Linked DNA regions of Danio rerio: regions 1 and 2 are each linked to region 3. The links are chromatin contacts, called in public Hi-C maps. All regions are on one chromosome and are shown on one strand. The core of a region is the stretch at or near the end of the contact, and the rest is flanking DNA. Distances in the headings are between cores, read along the strand shown.

The links. A called contact is a pair of places that touch in the nucleus more often than the background predicts.
Region 1: a contact with region 3 is called in a Hi-C map of embryo, with 2.4 times the contacts expected there. The contact joins the enhancer-like site here to the promoter of eif5a2 in region 3. A contact is called at or near these places in 2 of 18 Hi-C or Micro-C datasets (caudal fin and embryo) and 1 of 4 datasets of contacts at active chromatin or transcription factors (embryo).
Region 2: a contact with region 3 is called in a Hi-C map of hematopoietic stem cells, with 2.6 times the contacts expected there. The contact joins the promoter of ptbp1a here to the promoter of eif5a2 in region 3. A contact is called at or near these places in 3 of 18 Hi-C or Micro-C datasets (caudal fin, hematopoietic stem cells and an unstated tissue) and 1 of 4 datasets of contacts at active chromatin or transcription factors (embryo).

Annotation. Positions count from the first base shown.
Region 1 is chr2:29,480,340-29,484,044 of GRCz12tu, reverse strand. All of the region lies in intron 6 of grin3ba (glutamate receptor, ionotropic, N-methyl-D-aspartate 3Ba), which reads right to left. Among named protein-coding and RNA genes, the nearest start is that of plppr3a, 36 kb to the left of the region's middle. Within about 2 kb of position 2,159, at least 3 of the 62 cell types and tissues checked have an H3K27ac peak or open chromatin away from gene starts, as enhancers often do.
Region 2 is chr2:29,624,700-29,628,621 of GRCz12tu, reverse strand. ptbp1a (polypyrimidine tract binding protein 1a) reads right to left here and starts at 1,404. Exons shown (of 16, transcript NM_001020477.1): 1 at 1,379-1,404; 2 at 410-463. The coding sequence starts at 1,386. LOC137487469 (a long non-coding RNA gene) reads left to right here and starts at 1,615. Exons shown (of 7, transcript XR_011006066.2): 1 at 1,615-1,779; 2 at 1,934-2,144; 3 at 2,406-2,457.
Region 3 is chr2:29,174,333-29,178,452 of GRCz12tu, reverse strand. eif5a2 (eukaryotic translation initiation factor 5A2) reads right to left here and starts at 1,453. Exons shown (of 5, transcript NM_213262.1): 1 at 1,268-1,453; 2 at 92-280. The coding sequence starts at 259. slc2a2 (solute carrier family 2 member 2) reads right to left here. Exons shown (of 11, transcript NM_001042721.1): 11 at 2,767-4,120. The coding sequence ends at 3,932.

The DNA.
Region 1 (3,705 bases), core at 910-3,409, 300 kb before region 3:
GTAAATAAATCCATTTAAATCAAGTGGATTATTACAAGTCTGCTGAAAAGACATGATTGCTTTATTTGTTGAACTGTTTTAATTCAGGCTTTTACAAGCACTGATTGGCACCTGGGGCGAGGCAGTGGCACAGTAGGTAGTGCTGTCGCCTCACAGCAAGAAGGTCACTGGGTCGCTGGTTCGAACCTCGGCTCAATTGGAGTTTCTGTGTGGAGTTTGCATGTTCTCCCTGCCTTCGGATGGGTTTCCTCCGGGTGCTCCAGTTTCCCCCACAGTCCAAAGACATGTGGTACAGGTGAATTGGGTAGGCTAAATTGTCCGTAGTGTATGAGTGTGGGTGTGAATGTGAGTGTGGATGTTTCCCAGAGATGGGTTGCGGCTGGAAGGGCATCCACTGCGTAAAAACTTGCTGGATGAGTTGGTGGTTCATTCCGCTGTGGCGACCCCGGATTAATAAAGGGACTAAGCCGACAAGAAAATGAATGATTGGCACCTCCTTGGTGTGCATGAACAAACTTTGTTGTTTCTTGGGCAAGTTAAAAAATGCCAATTAACATGCAGGAATGAACCTCATTGGTTGTTGTGTACACAGCAAAAACTGGGGAGTTAAAATTTTGATGTTAAATCTTTCTGAGTTAATTTCAACTTTAAAAATGTAATTTTAATATATATAATGTAGAATCGTGTCAAGTGCTGGAGTTAGAGATACCAAGAAAGCACATTTGAGCTCCTGTGACTACATTTTAATGCATGTTTAATGAATGTCTATTTTCATATAGGGAATGAAGTCTGTCCACCAAACCATGCCTTTTCAGAAGACTTTGATTATAATTTCAATTCATGTGGATTTTTATTTATTTATCTATTTATCTATTTATTTATTTATTTATTTATTGTTTGTTTGTTCATTTAATAATTCATTGGTTCATTTATTTATTTGTTTATGTATTTATTTATTTATTTTGATTATGAATATTTTTAATTTACAGAGTTCTGGTTTTAATCGCTCAGAATCCATAAAAAGATAGGTTCATTTTCTTCCATGGTAAACAAAAGTCTTATGATTTTGAATCAACATGAAGGCAAGTAATGGTGAATTGTGATATTGCAACTATTAAAAAATGTATAAAAAATATAAAATAAAAAATATTTAATGGGCAGCTTATCAGCTAATTCAATGTTGCAAAAGATCATAAAGACTGGAGTAATGATGCTGAAAAAACTTTAAAATCGAAACAAAAATGTTATTTTAAATTGCAAGCTCAACAACCTTTGATCCCTATCAAAGAACCTTGCTGAGCATACGAACATTTATGTTAAAAAATAAATGAAAAAAAATATATAGGCCTATAGCTAGATCAAAAGATGTACAAGATTTATATAAGATATAGACAGTGTACTGCCAATAATAGAAGAAAATGAACAATTTTCACTGAGATGATGTTGCTCTCCGAAATTACAAGTACATGTCACAAGTAATTAGAAAGAAACAAAGTAACACATGACATTTGGAAGCAGAAAGCCTGAAATAGAATTTTCAATAATCTTTTTCTTTCATTTTTTTTTAAAAGAGTGTACTAGCTGGGAATATTAACAGGGCTGTACTGAGGCAAAAAACTTCACCCCTTGGATATATATAAGACCAGCCTGACCAAGCACTGAGGGTTTAACTCCGCCGGCTACTATTGATAGCCATTTGAAAGTAGCGGATGATGCAATAGATCTTTTGTGTAAGCAATGTATAAATCACAATAATACTTCATTTCATTTTATAGTAGATGGTTTTTACCAGCGCTCTTTTTTTTCTTCTTAAATGTGAATCCCGCCGGTTAGCTTTCTCCAGGCATTATAGACCTGACCCTTGGTTATTTCCCCCGCCGGGTTTTAAAATCCCCAACATACACAAAGAAATCCATCATTCCCCAGCAATATCTTTGATGTGGAGGGAGAAGGAGTCCTGCTGACTAGAACTAATCAGAATTTTATAAAGTATCACCATTATAATTGAAATTTAAGTCATGCTGACTTCATGTTCCACTTCCTGTCGCTCATATGTGACACTGTAATGCTATATAAGATGCACACACTGAGACCGCAGTCTGTGTGCCTGTGTGTTCATTCTCACCACATAAGAGAATTGGCTACAGCCCTTTATCATGATGTCATTTCCCAAGAGAGTGTTATCGGAGGCGATAGTGGCTAAAAGCACACGCATGCATATACGTACTGTACATGCCAAGGCCAGATGAAGTGTTCACTGCACTCCAGGCTGGCTGCTCAGATTTCATTACAATAATGTGTCAATGCTCTACTCTAAGATTCCACATGTTAAAAAGATTAGTTATGGATTTCTTAATTTTGGTATGTGCGTAATAATAATGAATAAATAAAAATGATTACATTTTGAATACAAATTACAAATGAATTTACTATCAGTAAGCACAAAGTAAGCCATTATATATATTCAAGTCAGTTTAAGTCAGAATTATTAGATTGTTTATTATATTATATTATATTATATTATATTATATTATATTATATTATATTATATTATATTATATTATATTATATTATATTATATTATACCATATTATATTTTATTATATTTTATTGCATTATATTATATTATATCATATCATATTATATTTTATTATACTATATTATATTATATTATATTTTACTATATTTTATTAAATTATATTATATTATATTATATTATATTATATTATATTATATTATATTATATTATATTATATCATGATATATTTTATTATACTATATTATATTATATTTTACTATATTATATTATATTATATTATATCATATTTTATTATATTTTATTGCATTATATAATATTATATTATATTGTATTATATCTTATTTTATTATATTACATTACATTACATTACATTATATTATATTATATTATATTATATTATATTATATTATATTATATTATATTATATTATAGTCAGACTGAAAATTAAAGTGGAAAAACAACAACTTTGATGTAATGTCTTTAAAACAAGTCAAAAGGAGACTCAGTAGTGTGTTTGGCCTCCCTACAACGCCTGGGCATGCTCTTGATGAGGTGCAAAAACATCAGCCAGAAAGCATAGGAACTGAGAAGTGGTCTGAGTCACCACCTGTAGAACCACTCCATTACTAGGAGTGTCTTGCTAATTGCATAATTTTCACCTGTTGCCGATTCCATTTACACCACAGCATGTGAAACTGTTGTCAATCAGTGCTGCTTCCTATAGCCGTCTTCACACTAGAGTTTGAGCTTGTGAAATTCTGTTGTATGGTGCAGCAAAAAGGGCTGTGATTTAACAAGATGATAAGACATTAATAAGTGTGAGTGATTGGACCATTTTTTACATTACTGATTTCGCAGGTCAGAGTTTACCAAGATTGAACTTTCCAAAGTATCGCACTGTGAAACTTGTTGCATGAGCTTGCGTCTCCTGTCTGTCGCATTCACATGCATATGAATGGAAGTCTATGGGATGAAAAGTGTAGTGCAACCAAAGCTTAGTGGTTTTATTTCACAGAAGTATGATTGATTAAGAGCTATATTGTGTTGTTTAAGTGTTCCCTTTATTTTTTTGAGCAGTGTATTTACTTTGCAATTTTTTTATATTGCATTTCTAATAAAAATAGTTTACAATTTTCTAATACAAATCATTACTATTATAATAATTA
Region 2 (3,922 bases), core at 155-2,654, 450 kb before region 3:
AAATTTATAATTGTTGGGTAAGAGCACAACATATCACAAACAAAAACTTGTGAGTGCACTAGCCCATAGTAAGATACAGTTGGATATACAGACTGACATCTGCCAATGATCTATAGAAAAGGGTTTTAGCCCAATTGGACAAACAATACAAAATGTGAATAATAAAACCAAAATTGTCAAAACAGAACAAGCCGGAACTACAACTGGCGGTTGCACAAGGAGTTGAATTTCAGGATGCAACCTGATATAAAAGGCAAACTGAAAAACAAAGCAAGCCTGTTTGGCCACTCTTCCTCCTAATCACATGCATCAATAGGTTTCACCGCTTATCTTGAATTCTTAAAGTTTACTCAGATGATATTGAAGCAAATACACTAGTTTACACAAATGTGCATAATGCTAAACTTACTCTATTTCAGTGACGTAACTGGATCCCAGAGGATACAGATCAGTCTCTAAACGGCTGCAAAAGATAAAAACACAGGATTTGCATAAAGTACTGTCATTTACTCAAATTCATGGTTAAATCATATTGTCATTTTGATCAAATAAAAATAAAACTCGCTAAACTTCATGACAAGTTTCTTGACTTTATCATTGTAGGCTGAAGCCTGTCAATCTGCCTAACAACTCGCTTTCTAGTCTACTAATGAAAATGACATGTTCAAGCAAAACATCTATTGAGGATGCAAGCTACCTTTTATAACAGCATAATGCAATGCGCAGGACTCAATCATACCATCGTAATTACAGGTGAATAAAACGTTACATAAATCAAACATTCAAGTTTTCGCAGATCTGTTCTGAACAATGAGTGACATCTTCCCCGCGTCCTTACCCAAACCACTTAATGTATTCGTACAATTAAACATGCATCAAAGTAACTTAGTAATTCCTGGAACATATTTAACGTGCATACATACGACCAAAGGTGGATTAAAGTTGAACTGGCATCGCTTTAGCAGGCTAGCAGGTAATTAGCTAGCCACCCAACAACAATGCGGAAACTGAGACACGTTGGTTGCCAAATAGTGGCTGTTCTGCCGCTTCGGTACAATACAAACCCAAATGGACATTTTCAGCTTGCAAGTACGGTTAAAACAAACCGCTTGCTTGTATTTTAAGGAATCCGTATTAACTAAACTATACTTGCAACCGGTTGCTGATCAGTTTGGTTGAACTTTTTGGTCTCTTCCGGCACGGGAGACATTAAGAACGGCAGAGACGAGTCAAAAATCCCCATTTTCACTTCACTTTGCGGCATTTAAGACACTTAAACCGTGCTTAATTTATTAAATAACCGATATAAACCAATGAGCAAACGAAAAATGTGTGTTTAATAGATATTATAGTTGGAATGATGGTGTTTTCAACTTACCCGTCCATGGCACTACACAAAACTACAGGTTGTCGTAGACGGGAGGTAGACCTGCTAGTATTTCTTATATCCTTACAAAATGGCGGAGGGGGGATTGTCGCTTTTTGATTGGTCGTTCGACCCCGGAGGAGCAAGTGTGGGCGGGAGCTTACGTGTTCTTGGACAACGGGGTTGGAGAGAAGGGCTGTCAATCTGGAAAGGCGGTCAGAAAAAGTTTGCGAAAACTTTTCTCCGTTTCCACCATGAGAAATGAAGTTGAAGAGTGAACTGAGCTTGAACCCAACATGAGCAACAACACATCTCGAGCAAAGAGTAAACCAGACACAAGCTACCTACGTGACGGTTTGTTAAGCTGTAACTTAATAGGATAAACGACAGCACTATTATGACATATTAACAAAGTAGGTTTGCCTGTGAAAGACATACTATTATATGTAATGCACATATTATCAGACCTTTTAATAATCAAATATGTCACTAGAAAAAAATACAGTAGGTTATTAGACCAATTCTAGCACATTTTAAATATCGTACATGAATGGTTTTGTTTCCCAGAAATGCGTTGAGGCTGGAAGGTCATCCGCTGCGTAAAAATGTGCTGGATAAGTTGGCGGTTCATTCCGCTGTGGCGACCCCGGATAAATAAAGGGACTAAGCTGACAAGAATTTGAACAAGGTTTTGTGTGAAAGTCAGATATCCAGGAACCATCATGAGGGCACAAGGAACTGCTATGGGGTCCTTGAAAAAGGGAGAAAATGTCAACAGGTAATATTAATGTTAAAGGTTAAATTATTATAATGTGATTTAAATTAAACTGGAACAATATGACAAGAACCAGCTTTAAAATTTTTATAAAAACGTACATGCAGTTTTATCGTTGAGACATTTCTGCAATCAGCTGGCCATATCATTGTTTGATTCATAGACAAATTAAACAATTATCTGGCCAGCTGATTACACACATGCTCATGAACATACTTGAACATTTTCCCCGTATTCAGGTGATATTTTATTATTCTTCCCCAGTTCAGACAAAATCACATTTGAGGATTTTAAAAAGCCGAACAAGAACAAAAAGGTATGAAAAGAATGTCCCTTTAAGCAATTACAACAGAAGTATAAAAAAAGATTCAGTTTCCCCTCACATCATGAGACGGGGCGCAGACAGTACTGTTTTGAAGGAAAGTGGGAGTTTGTCTTTCTGGGTTTACGTTCTTGAGAGGCTGTGATTGTCAAGATCTTTGACCTTGTATATCCTGATAGGCCAGTGCTATGTAGTAAGCTTCTGCACATCCAACTCAAAGTCCTTATTGCCAATCTCAGCATTACAACTCTGTCATAACCAGGAAGACACTTGGCTTCAATTTACCCTACTGGTTGTTGTTTTTTTTTCCAGTTGGTCGACCAGCCTGGTTTTAAAGGGGTTTTGGCTATTGCCAGGTTAGTTTTATAATAATTCCTTTTTTTCAGCTTAGATAGGCTGGTCAAACTGGTTTTGGCTAGTCTCCCAGCTTGGATAGTCTTGTCAAGCTAGTTTTCATCTGGTCTCTCAGCCTGACCAGTTAAGACAGACTGTAAATGGCTAAAACCAGACCAGCCATGAAATGTCCAAAACCTCTTTAAAATTAGGCTGGTCAACCAGCAGGTTAGACCTGTCTGAAGCGATAAAAACACATCTTGTACATGAGGCAGTTGAGCAGGACAGGAGAACCCTCAAAGCCCACATGAAACTCCCTGGTGGGTGTGTAATAATCATGTCCCCTTATGTGCGTCCCTGTGTCTGTGCTTCCACTAATACGCACATCCACAGGAATTTATTAATGTGATCAGATAAATATCTGGTCAATCCACCAAAGATTACCAAGACGTAGCTCACATTCAGCTCTTGCATAATCTCATAAACCTTCCTTTCTTTACTCTAGAGATGTGAGCATTAATACCCACCCACCCCCACCAAAACTGAAAAAAAACAAATAAATAAAAAAAAACATTATCTTCCTGGGGTGATTTTTAAAAATGTTCTGATTTAGATGATGTTAACGTCTTATTGTTCAAAACATATTAAAAACATATCTTTTTTATTTTAAGAAACTAGTAACATGCAGATCTTGTATTAAAAAAAAAACTCTTATCATCATAAACTGTACTGTTATACACTGGAGACAAGTAGGCTGTTTTTCACTGCTGACGTTAATGTAGTAACCTATTTTCATATACGATCAATCTGCACTTAGAATAATTAGAATTATGATTAAACGTATAATAAAGTCACTCTCTGCAACTCTCACATGACTGCCCACTGAAGCTAAGCAAGGCTGGGCCTGGTCAGTACCTGGATGGGAGACCACATGGGAAAGTTAGGTTGCTGCTAGAAGTGGTGTAAGCAGGACCACCAGGGGGCGCTCAACTTATGGTCTGCGTGTGTCCCAATAAGTATATTGATGGGGGCTCAATACTGCTCAGTGAGAGCTTTTGGATGAGATATTAGGTCTACTAATCCATCCCATGTCATAATTGGTTTCATCACTGTCTCCTCTGCACCA
Region 3 (4,120 bases), core at 204-2,703:
TAATAATGATTACAAGTTTGATAATATGCATGGGTCATGACTTTTGGCCTTCGATCAAAAGCTTTTGGCAGTAAGTTTATTAATACGACACCTTGGCATGTCCATGCTTGCCAGTCTTGGAGGTAGACATCTCCACAATTTTGCATGGACGTCCCTTGAGCACCACAAAGCCGTTCTTCCGCAGGGCACTGCACTGCATGGGAAAGGTCAGGGAAGCTCCAGCATCTCCACTGGTGAAATCAGTATCCAGATCAGCCATGATGGGTTATCGAAGAAGTTTCTGTGCAGAGAAAACATGGTGTTATCACCAGCATGTGCTTGCACATGAAAGAGCACATGGCACATGTAGTGGAGAACAGAAGGTATTGCCATGATAGTACTTCGACATAAGTTAGATAATGTTTTTGTACATTGTATTCCAAGGTACCATGTTTTAAAATGAAAAGAAGCCATACAGTGCAATTACAAAAACAGAACGTTTTTAGAGCTCCTAATGGAAGATTTCATTCAAATGTGGATGAATCATCGTTTGCTCATACACGTGTCGTATCAAACCTGTAGCACCTTTGCTCTGTGAAACACAAATATCAAGTTTTCCCAAAACGTTTACAATTGAGGTAAAAAAAAAAAACAAACAAACAAAAAAACAAACTTTGACTATCAAGTTAGCTTGGATTAACCACAACGACGTTTTTCGTAAAAAAAACCATAATGGCTATCTCGTCAAGCGAGGTAAAACATTAAGTTAGCTGCTTAACGTTACCAAAGCGTTTATAGAAATGATTAATTTGCCCGGTAACTTGTAAGTTGAATAGATTTAACAGAGCAAGTTGAAGGCTAACACATGTGACCTAGCTGAAGAGCTATAACAGGCTAGCGTAACAAAAACGTTGACGAAGTACACGCATAAATACACGCAATTACTAACGTTCTTGTAAATATAAACAAATCTATTCGTTACAAACTCGTTTACGTTGAATCGAGTCGTCTAAGAGAGTTTAGCTGGATGAATGACTCACTTTCCAGCGGCACACAAAGTTAACCGGAACTAACGCTACGGAGTTGCCCGATTCATTGAAACGATCTTTATTATTTCATAAAACCTATAAACGTCGCTTTAGTTCGAGAACAAAACCTATTTTTTGGCCCGTCATTTATTACGAAGTAAGCGGAGATGTTAATCTGAACCTAGAACTTTTGTCAGGCCGTCTAACGTTAGCTTTGCATCAGCTTGACACACATGGAAAAAAATAAAACAACTCCACACCCAAACGCTCTGATCACACAATCGACCGCTTCGGCACACCGTCTTCAATCACCAAATCCTCTTCAAGAGTTGAATCCGGCCTCTGTACTTTATTCAGAGGATTCGACTAGAAATGTAGCGATGCTGGAGCGGAGAGCATTAAAAACGCCAGTCATTCCCTTCCAACAAAAGACGGAGAGACCTGCGCATGCGCGTGCGTGCACCTTTACTGCAACGAGTTTCACATGCACGAGGAGAAACTGCTTCAGCTGCGCAGTGGCAAATTTAAGCGGGACACTTATTATGAAACCCAAAACCATTCATGAAATTGTACAAAGGTTGAAGTCATCGTATTAAAACCCCAAAGCATTTGTTTTGGTAAAGAAATTTTGTAAAAATATTTTGATAAAAAAGTACATTTATTACTGAAAACACGTGGCAACTTCTCCTGACCTGACAATACTGAAATGGATAATGAGAGTATGTTAGTCAACATTTTCTCTTTTTTGCTTTATAGTTTAATAAACGCCAATATTGCGTTTCAGTTGCCAAAATGATGGTATGGGATATTATTTGTTTCTTAAGCACCAAGAAGGATTTCTAAAACATCTAAGGCAAAGGCAAGATATAAAGTATCACTGTTTTGATTACGTCATACGTAACACTATTTACTGTTTAAATGTTCGAAGAGATCTTGGAATAATATATTTGATAACATCGATTAGGAACAGTTTTGGCTTCTTCTGAAAAAAAAAAAGTTTATTTATATTTTTATAACGCTATCGAGGTCTCAATTAAAATTATGTATAACTGTTACCTAATAAAAACTAAACTAGCTAAATTTAATAACAATATTTCCTCTAAATGCTTATTTTGTGCTCAATATTATGAAATACTAAATCCTTCATTGTTGCAGTGCACTTACTGTAAAGTGTTTTGGGTTGACCTTTCCAATTTCATAAATAAACTCTCATTTCCAAACTTTTGTATTTCCCCCAAAAATTAATTTTTTGCTTACTCTCTGAGCTAAGATCCTTCTCATAGTAAATTTATTATTAATTTATTGCTTTTCTGGCTAAATTTTACATCCATAAATGTACATTTTCAAAAAAAAAAAAAAAAAAAAAAACTTTACTTTGTATTTTCAAAAAGTATTTTGATTTATAAATCATCTCCTTAAAAGACTAATACATATATTGCATGTAAAACTTTTTCTTGGAGAAAAACATTTAAACTTGTTTAATTTGCTGGAATTTTATTTATGTAACCCTTCTTTTTCTCTTTGTTCTTATTATATGTTTGTAAATATTCTTTCTTGCATAATTAAAAAAAATATTTGAGGAGACTCATTTCAAAACACTAATCAACCTTAAATCAAATGTTAGGTAAATAGTAATATACTGCAATTTGCAGACGCTTTCCAGGTACTTTGACACTAATCAAACTTTTGTATGGTATATATAATTGAAAAACACATGAAATGACAACACAAATTTAGGGCTTTAGGGCTCACCACTGAATTTTCAATTTTTATTTATTTATTCTATATGTATTAAATATAACACTTCAAGAATTTCAATAGCATCAAATGTACAAAAAATATTTTCAAATCGTCTTCAGATTATTTTTTTAGATATCTAGCTTAGGTAGTTGAATAATTAGAATAATTTACTTCAGCTGTTACAGCACTTCAATAGTTAATTTCAAGTATCATATCACTCACATGGAATATTTAATGTATAAATTTTGTATAATCTTCGTTTGTGTCATATACAGTTAAAAATAGAATTATTAGCCCCCATTAATTTTTACACATTTTTTTGGTTTTTAAATATTTCCAAAATGAGAGCGAGGAAATTTTCACAGTATGTCTGATCATTCTTTTCTTCTAGAGAAAGTCTTATATGTTTTATTTTGGCTACAATAAAAGCAGTTTAAAAAAAAAAAAAAAAAACATTTTAAGGTAAATTTTAATAGCCCCTTTAAGCTATATTTTTTTGATGGTCTACAGAACAAATCGTTATACAATAACTTGCCTAATTACCGTAGCCTGCCTAGTTAACCTAATTAACCTAGTTAAGCCTTTTAATGTCACTTGAAGCTGTACGGAAGTGTCTAGTAAAAATATCTAGTAAAATATTATTTACTGTCTACATGGCAAATATAAAATAAATCAGTTATTAGAAATGAGTAATTAAAACTATTATGTTTATGAATGTGTTGAAAAAAAATCTGCTCACCGTTAAACAGAAATTGGGGAAAAATAAATAGGGGGGATAATTATTTTGACTTCAACTGTATGTGACACAAAATAGTATTGAATTAAAAGAATAAATTACATTAAATTAGTCACCATCAATATCACGTGAATCATTTTACACTGCGATGTATTTAAAATATCTTTAAGATAAACAGCTTAAGGAATATAAAAATAACACTTAATCATCTATAAATTCAACTTCAGCTGCACCAATGTCAGTGCATGACGATATACTGTGCACCATCTTCCACAATTATCCTGTTGTGTTTAGTTAATCTCTTTTCGTGCTTTTAGACCAATGATTTCATGTCAGCTCTCTGTGAAATATACAGCAGACCAGTTCTGTCATAACACCTGGGCTCTGTGATAGCAGTAACAATGTTTTTGGTTTGTTTCTTAGTTTTTTCATAAAATGACAGTCCTCATCAGGCCTCCGAGGATCCCTTGAGCTGCACCATCTCAGCCTCTTCTTGAGGTTTGGAAGGGGGAACTCCTCCATGTTTTCGGTGGAAAACAGCTGCTATCTCCTCAAAAGTCTTCCCTTTTGTTTCAGGTACACGGAAGTAGATAAAAAGGGTGAAACCGAACAGGAGTACGGCAAAAACGATGAAGAC